Regions from separate parts of the Sus scrofa genome. Here all the other regions are linked to region 1. Evidence: chromatin contacts called from public HiChIP or PLAC-seq data. All regions are on one chromosome and are shown on one strand. The core of a region is the stretch at or near the end of the contact, and the rest is flanking DNA. Distances in the headings are between cores, read along the strand shown.

Region 1 (2,713 bases), core at 138-2,637:
AGATGCACCTCACTGCTCTGTGGGATGATTTGCTGCCTGTTTGGTTCCCCATCTCATCTCCCATCTCAGGCCTCCAGCCAGATGATGGCCTTCAAGGTTCCTTCTCTGTGGAAATTCTCTACCTTCTCTATGCTGAGCTCTAAGGCACCTCCTCCACGGGGCTTTCTTTAATTCTCCCGCACTCAAAATTAATCATTCTTTTCACTGTGTGGTCTTTGCACTATTCTGTTAAACAGAGCCCCGGGAGTTCCCATTGTGGCTCAGCGGGTTGTGAACCTGTCTAGAATCCATGAGGATGCAGGTTTGATGCCTGGTCCCACTCATTGGATTAAGGATCTGGTATTGCTGTGAGCTGCGGTGTAGTCGCAGATGTGGCTCGGATCCTGCGTTGCTGTGACTGTGGTGCAGGCCAGCAGCTGCAGCTCTGATTAGACCCCCTAGCCTGGAAACTTCCATATGCCTCAAAGCGTAGCCCTAAAAAGCAAAAAAAAAAAAAAAAAAATTTAAACAGAGCCTCCTATGTCCTATGTGGGGACAATGTACTGAAAATCTTGTATTTTCTACAAAATGTAGCCAAAAACAACAGAAAGAAGGAGTGATCCTCAGGAACAGAGACTCTACTTATTCAAATGTATATGCCCAACATCTACTAAAGGATCTAGAACACACGGATTCTCAATGGAAAGTTACTGAATTCAGGAATCATTTCTGCACTTTTAAAGTTCAAATCTACATAGAAATCATAAGTTCTTACTAAAAATAATTTTTTTTAACAAAAATTAAAGTCTACACATTCGGAGGTGACTTGGCTCACACACAAGCACTGTAAGAAACACTGCACTTAGCAGAAGTATAAAGCTGACCTTTGAAACTTATCCTAACAGAATTTCAGGAGCATGACTTCTGCAGCTAGGATGACTCATCTGTTACCGTGACAGGAGAATAACCACTCTCTTTGGAGTCTGTTTACTTCAGAAACATTAGGCAGAATAGGCTATGGAACGTAGAAAACATGGGCTTTTAAAGGGACCCCTGACCTGGCCTATAAAGGCTCGGGGGGTGGGGGGGCTGAGAGGCGATCGTTTCCTCTTCCTTCTGCCTAAAGCAGTGTGGGTTTCCAAACCTTATACAACATAACCAGCCAAAGAGGCCACTGCTAAGGATGAGAGAGTCTAAGCTTTAATTAAAACAGCTTTTCCTCTTTTATGTATTGACATTTTCAAATAAGATTTCAATCTGAAATATGAGTCTCAATGCTTAAAAAAAAAGGCTGAAAAACCACTAGCCTAAAGAATTCTACTAGAAGTGAATCCCCAGGAAGTGAAGAGAGGCTCAGAGGCTCAGAGCCAAGAGGGCCCCACAGGCCCCACACCTGGCACTGGCCCCAGGTGTGAGCAATTCACTCTTTCAAACTCAGAGGGAGGACAAGGAAATAAAGCTTGGCTTCAGTCTTCAGAGGAGGGCCACAGGCCTTTGTCCACCCTAGAGAACAGAAATCCTTTGACTTCTGAGCATGTGGAGCAGTGGTGAGTAGCCCAGCTGGGGCAGGCATGGCAAGGACGATCCCTGAGAAGGCCAGTCAGTAGCCACCTCCTCCAGGAAGCCTTACTACATCCTCTCAGACAAAGCACAGCACTTCTTGTGAGTGCAGACACTTCCTGCCACCCCCACCCCTTGCCCAGAAGTTCTCTCTGTGGTCTGCTGAGATGACGTCAACTTTCTGTAGTGAGTTTATCTCCTTAGCCAGTGTAGGAGGCCAAGAAGTCCAAGGCTATCAGCCTGACCCCACAAGGAATCCAGCGAGCATGCTCATCCCCGCCTCCCATGGATGTCAGTCTCCAGAGCTGAACAAGAAAGTGCAGATGGAACGGCGAGATCTGCCCTTCCTACAAGGCTGACGGTCCTGAGCCTGGTAATGGCTAGGTGGGAAGGTACAGGAGAGCATCTTTAACCCAAATGCCCGCAGAAGGTGAAGGCAGCAGCATCTCTGCAGGCAGGTGACAGTCACCGTATTCTCCTCGACTATCTTTTAACTCCCTCTGAGGGGCAACGCAGCCACTCCGCAGCCAGCACCACCTCAGCCCCTGAGTTACCGGCATCACAGCATTGATCGCAGTTTAAAAGTCCACACCTTGACCAAAGGCTCAATGTTAAAGAGTCATCCTACTTCTAACGTGTGGGGGTTGAGGGAAGGCCGGGAAATAAGGGCTGCATGCCCAGTTCCAAGGGGAGTGAGGGCTTGTGACAGGTTACCCATACTGTTTTCTGATGTGAAACCTGCTGCCTGAAAACCACAGCAGCCTCCACTAGATGAAACCCAGTCTCAAAGAGCTCTGGTTTAGAATGCAGAAAGATCTGAGTTCAAATTCTGATTTCACCCATCCCTAAGCTGGGTGGCTTTGGGTGAGCCCTGGTTTCCTACGTATTATTCCTCACAATCTGAGGACCAGAACTCACTTTGCAGTGAGCTGACGCGGGAAAAGCCATAGGGGGCTTTGTGTGGCACGAACGCCAGGCTCCCATCCCCAGACTCTGCAGCACCGTCTCTAAGCAGCTCGTCCCCGGGATTCCCCGCACATTTAATTTTGGCTCTTTCTGTGAACACTTATCCCACAGTGCCCTATATTTCACATTCCCATTTCCACAGCCAGCTCTGTGAATAGGGGATTGGTTGTTAACTGCCCACCGTGATGATCGCCATGCCTGGAACACT
Region 2 (2,713 bases), core at 68-2,567, 200 kb after region 1:
TGAAACGTTAACAAGCCTCCTGAGAAATGCTGGTGGCTGGTATTTCATTGTTCCATAAATATTTTTATACAGTGACACCATTCAACTTTAAATAAATCTTTAAAAAGAAAGAATTAAAAAGCAAAAGAAAATAATGATCTGGATTTTATTTATTTTCGTAGGAGGAAAATAAGGAAGGTGTGAGCCCTCCATTGTTTTCAACTCATTTAAAATGCTTCTTCGGTTTTTAAAAAACACATTTTAAAAGAAAAAAAAGGAAACTCATACAAGTTGAACTTTCTTTAAAGCGGGCCTCTGCACTTCTGAACAAAACAAATGTTGCTGCTACGAACAAAGACTAGAAGTGCACCCTGATTTTCTCCCCTCCTGGGGAATCATTTCTCTTCCAATAAACAAACAAATCCCCCAGTATTTCCTACCAAAGGGAAGTTTTCCAAGGAGAGTCTCCTCCAGGGTTTGGTGGTAACTGCGACTCAGTCTTTTTTGGACACAATGTTTCTGCTGACTCCTGAAAATTTTCCACTTGAATGTGCAATGAAGCAGCGGCGGCGGTAGCAACAGTCCTGGAGAAGCGGCAAAGACGACCGTGCCTCCTTTCATCTTTGAGAAGGAACGAAACCTCCGCCAGCAGCGCAAGTCGGCTCAGACCCCGGGCGGGCCTCGGGGGCCCCGGCGCCTGGGGCGGCCAGGGAGACGCGGTGGGGGGAGTCGGGCCGGCTTGGGGCTCCCAGGCGGCGCCGGCGGCTCTCCCCGCCCGCGCTCGCTCCGAACTTCTGACTTCTCCCAGAAGAACGTGTAAACTGCCCGAGGGTGTGTGCGTGTGCGCGCGGGCTGGCGGACAGGCGCGAGAGGGGGGCGCGGGGGGCGCGGCGCGGCCGCCCCGGCGCCTCCCGGCCGCTGGCGGGGCCGCCTGTTGCCGCGCGGGTTCCTCAGCGCGCGGCCCAACTTGGCGTCCCGGGAACTCGCGCCGCGGCGCCGAGCCGCTCACCTTGAAGGGGCGCGGGGAGGAGGGCGCGGGGGCCCGGCCCCAGTCCTCCGCGTGCCCGCTCACCCGCCGCACACAAAGCAGAGCCCCGAGAGAAAAAGCGGCCCGAGCCGGACGCCGCCGTCCCCCCGCCCCGACGCCCGGCGCACCCCCCGCACCCAGCATCAGCCCCGCGCGCCAACTTACCTCGGCGAAGGGAGCCGCCGCAGCGCCCGGCGAGTCCGAGGCAAACTTCGGCGCTGCTTCCCTCGCTTTCAGCTCGGAGCCCGGCTCCCTCCCCGGCTCCCAGTCCCCGGGCTGGGCCACCCCACCCCTGTTAGCACTGCTCCTGCCCCGGGGCCGGCTGGGCGTACGGGGCTGCTGCCCGCGGCTCCGGGCAAAGGTGGACGGGGTGGGGGGCTTCACTGCATGGCCTGTCCCCGGACGCGGCCGCCCCGGGCCCGGGCCCCGCCGCGCGGACTGGCCCGCAGGGTGGAAGCGAGTCTGCAAAGTGCTTGGTGGGCGCCCGCGGCGGGCGGCGGGGCCGCGGCGGCGGCTGCAGAGGCTCGGCTCGGCTCGGGCGGCGCGGCAAGGCGCGAGCGATGCTAAGAATGTTCGGAATGAGGACAGGAATGAAATGAACGCCAGGACCGAACTCGCTCCGGAGGGGTGGGGCCTCGGTGACGTCATGCGGCCTGCCGCCCGGGGCCGGGGGCGGGGCCTGCCGCCGCCGGTGACGTCATGGGGATTCGGGGCGGGCCCGGCTCCGCCGCCTAGCCGTTGGGGCGCGGGCTCCCCCCGGAGGAGCGGCGGGGCGGAGTCTCGCGCCCACGGGGGAGCCGGGCGCGCGCGGGAGCCGCCCTGCCCCCTCCGGGAGCGGGCTCCGGGCTTTGTCCCGAGCTGGGCGGGGCGGACTGGGGAGGGCGCCTTGGCTGTGCCAGCGCTGCGCGGAAAACTGTGGAAACCTAGGTTCCCTCCGTGGGGCGGGCGATGAGGTCCGAGCTGCGCTCGAAGCTCCTGCAGTGCCTCAGTTTCCCTCCTCCGGGACGCGGAAGGTTGGGCTGCTGCCTACAGCGCTCCTGGTCTCGCGGAAGTCTGCAAGGGTGGGGAAGAGAAGTTTCTCTTCTGGAAATTTACGTTGTTCTCTAGCACGGTGGACGCCTTCCCGGGGCCGGATTCCCAGCCTGCAATTGCTTTCCCTCTTTTTCACTTTATAAAAGTTCAGGGCTCTCGCTCAAGTCGAAGTCAGCCCTACTGTTGAGAAGGGAAACCTTTAGCATAGCGGGGGGGAAAAGATAATTGCTGGGTTTGTAATAATCCTGCCCCGCTAACACGGTCTCCTCCAAGTCGCTCAAGAAATCAAGTTCACTAATCCCTGCGAATTGTGCTTTTCGAAAGCAATGAGTCAGGTAAAAATCCCTAACTCTTTAATGCTGCATCCTGCACCTTCACGTCACTTTTTTTTCTTTTTCTTTTTTTTTTTTTTTCTTTTTGCTTTGTGGGTAAACTTCGCTTACACCTAGACTAACTTTAACTGTATCTTTGGAGATAGTGACAGTAAAGTGACATAGTAGACACTGTGGGTAAATCAGAAAGCAACTAGGTTTGGAGTAATTGTAACTGGCAGTTTCACTTAGATCCAAGTAGCAAAGCGATCCCTGTGCTGTTAACCCCTTTCCTTGGGGCATTTTGCTCTCCTTTCCAGTTGGGACCCCAGGATCAATAATGCCGCCTTTTTTCAGCCTCCTG
Region 3 (2,713 bases), core at 138-2,637, 140 kb after region 1:
AAAAAAAAAAAAAAAAAAAAAAAGTACAGCCTATGGAAAAGCACCATTGCCATCATTTGGAAATGGGTTAAAATGCAGATCCTCAAGCCAAGTCCCAGCTACACTAAATCAGAACCTGTTTTTGATTTTTGGGTTTTTTTTTGGGGGGGGGTTGCCTTTTTAAGGCCACAGGTGTGGCCTATGGAAATTCCCAGGCTAGGGGCCAGAACTTCAGTTGCCAGCCTACACCACAGTCACAGCAGTGCCGGATCCTTAACCCACTGAGTGAGGCCAGGGATCGAACCGTGTCTTCATGGATCCTAGTCAGGTTCGTTACTGCTAAGCCGCAACGGGAACTCCAGAACCTACATTTTAAAAAGATCCCTAAGTGAGGAGCTCCCATTGTGCCTCAGCATGTTAAGAATCTGACTAGTATCCACGAGGATGTGGGTTCCATCCCTGGCCTCACTCAGTGGGTTAAGGATCTGGTACTGCTGCAAGCTGCAGTGTAGGTCACAGACACAGCTCTCAGATTTGGTGTTGCTGTGGCTGTGGTGCAGGCCAACAACTGCAGCTCTGATTCGACCCCTAGCCTGGGAACTTCATATGCCACAGGTGCAGCCCTAAAAAAAAAAAAAGAAAAAAGAAAAAGAAAAAAAAAAGATCCCCAAGTGATTCCTATGCTAACAAAGTGAGGCTGCTACTGCTGGTCAACAGACTACCCTCGAAAAGCAAGAGCCAGAGGCATACTCATCCAACAAGACTGTCAAAGCCCAGAAAAGGGCCTCATCTGTTCACTCACTCAGCAGCTGTATATTAAGTTCCTATGTCATGCCAGACACTTTTCTAGGCACCAAGTCCTGTTCTAGTCAAGGTGTAATTGAATGCTAAGGATCCTCTAACACTAGGGAGAAGGGCCCATTCCAGTTGCCTGCCCACAAAAGCCAGATAACAACAACTGAAGTGCCTCTGAATTCCAGCTTCTCCAACCCTGGCCCAGCTCCTCAAATGCTTTGCAGGTGTCAGGCTGATATCTCTTCACAATGCACCAAGAACCCACCCACACAATAGCCACAGCCCAGTGGTTTGGGCAGAGCCCCTTTATAAATCTGCAGGTGCTACATTCCAAAAATATTTCTTCTTATAAAGCATGGCAGGAATTCTACAGTGAGGGAAGAAAAGGGTTCAAGAAGGGCCTTATTTTTCCCGGGGGAGAGAAGAGACTAAAACCTCTCACAGAGAGGGTTATATATTTTTTTAATGTATTTATTTTATCAACCACATGCTCACAAGTCAAACATCCCCTCAAAGACATTTTGCAGACAGAGATATTCTGGGAACATACTAGAGGCAGCTTATTTATCTGCCGCTATTATAAGACTAGCCCGAAGGGATGAGGATCAGATGCTATCTCCCACTGAAATGACTGTCTGCCTGCCTGCCACCTCCATGCCAGGTCACATCTACTTCTGCCCCCATATACCCCCAGCTTGGCCCTGCTAAACTGCCCCCCCCCGCCCCACCCCGGTCCTGTGACAGGCTTCTAATTAGTCCAGGTCACTCCCAATGGGGAGGGGTATCTGCTTGCTCCACGTGTTCTGTACCATCTTTGGGTTCAGTACACTGACAGTAAAAGTGTAATTAATACACAAACACAACATTAATACTGAACATTGCCACAGTGCTGGAAACCCTCAGGGGCTGTTAGGATCCCAGACAAACTCAGCTCTTGAATTTCATGCTCCAAAAGGCAATTATAAGGAAGTATATTCCGTGGAGTTCCCTGGTGGCCTAGCAGTTAAGGATCTGGCGTTGTCACTGTTGTGGCTCAGGTTGCTGCTGTGGTATACATTCGATCCCTGGCCTGGGATCCCTCCGCACACCTCAGGTTCAGTCAAAAAAAAAAAAAAAAAAAAAAGAAAAGAAAAAAAGAGAGAGAGAGAAAAGAGAAAGAAAGTATACTCTAGTCAGCTATGACTGTCTCCAAGCTCTCTCCATTGCTATCCTTAATCAAGTTATCCTTTAGGTCACAAGATTTAGCAATTAGGAATGCTTTCCCTACCCCCTGCAGTCTTCTCTACCTTAACCAGGTAACCGACTCCTTCCCCACAGTGAGCATCTTAAGGGCAGGGGCTCCCTGCAGCACAGCATCTCTGGAGACCAGCAGATAACCTGACACATCCAGGTCTTCAGTAAATACTGACAGAACGGCAAATCATTCATCAAGTATCTAATGAGCGTTGAATTTTAGGATTATAATACTAAATGCTTGAGGATAAAATAGAAATAAAGAAGTGGTTAGCCCTGGTTGGCCTTCGGAGACAAAATCAAACAGGGAACAAAGACTATGGAAGTCTGGATCCAAACTCCGAAGTGAGGAGTGAGGGAATTCCTGGAGTAGAGCAAGCCAAGTGCAACAGAAATGGAATTTTCTTTATCCATGGCATCTCACACAGATCCACCCCCAGTCTGTAATTCATCGTGGGTTGAATGCATTTACCACACACCAACCTCTTACTCTGCATTTGGTCAAATTTCTCATCTTTTAAAATAACAGTATCAACTGTATGGTGTATCTTGTCTCCAACCTAAACTGTTTTATTACAAGGAGAACCACAGCTCATAATGGGGTGTGCTTCTCATAGGCATTCTTGCCTTCATTCTCAGCCCCAGCTGGAAGGCTCTTAGTGCCACATTAGAGAGAAGGGCAGGGAGTTGCAGAGATGTGCAGGCC

What was found. HiChIP or PLAC-seq counts read pairs in DNA pulled down with a chosen protein or histone mark.
Region 2: an H3K27ac HiChIP or PLAC-seq map of skeletal muscle shows a contact between it and region 1. The contact joins the promoter of TEAD1 here to the enhancer-like site in region 1. A contact is called at or near these places in 1 of 5 promoter capture datasets (fetal skeletal muscle), 8 of 47 Hi-C or Micro-C datasets (brain, embryonic fibroblasts, epiblast stem cells and 4 more) and 1 of 2 datasets of contacts at active chromatin or transcription factors (skeletal muscle).
Region 3: an H3K27ac HiChIP or PLAC-seq map of skeletal muscle shows a contact between it and region 1. The contact joins two enhancer-like sites. A contact is called at or near these places in 2 of 47 Hi-C or Micro-C datasets (embryonic fibroblasts and heart right ventricle) and 1 of 2 datasets of contacts at active chromatin or transcription factors (skeletal muscle).

What each region holds. Positions count from the first base shown.
Region 1 is chr2:46,465,279-46,467,991 of Sscrofa11.1, forward strand. All of the region lies in intron 5 of TEAD1 (TEA domain transcription factor 1), which reads right to left. Among named protein-coding and RNA genes, the nearest start is that of RASSF10, 130 kb to the left of the region's middle. Within about 2 kb of position 1,388, at least 26 of the 83 cell types and tissues checked have an H3K27ac peak or open chromatin away from gene starts, as enhancers often do. A contact at or near this core is called in embryonic fibroblasts, omental adipose tissue, retroperitoneal adipose tissue and 1 more, where this site is marked.
Region 2 is chr2:46,668,951-46,671,663 of Sscrofa11.1, forward strand. TEAD1 (TEA domain transcription factor 1) reads right to left here and starts at 1,318. Exons shown (of 14, transcript NM_001142669.1): 1 at 1,172-1,318. LOC102164222 (a long non-coding RNA gene) reads left to right here and starts at 723. Exons shown (of 6, transcript XR_002341571.1): 1 at 723-810.
Region 3 is chr2:46,608,589-46,611,301 of Sscrofa11.1, forward strand. All of the region lies in intron 1 of TEAD1 (TEA domain transcription factor 1), which reads right to left. Among named protein-coding and RNA genes, the nearest start is that of TEAD1, 60 kb to the right of the region's middle. Within about 2 kb of position 1,388, at least 1 of the 83 cell types and tissues checked has an H3K27ac peak or open chromatin away from gene starts, as enhancers often do. A contact at or near this core is called in skeletal muscle, where this site is marked.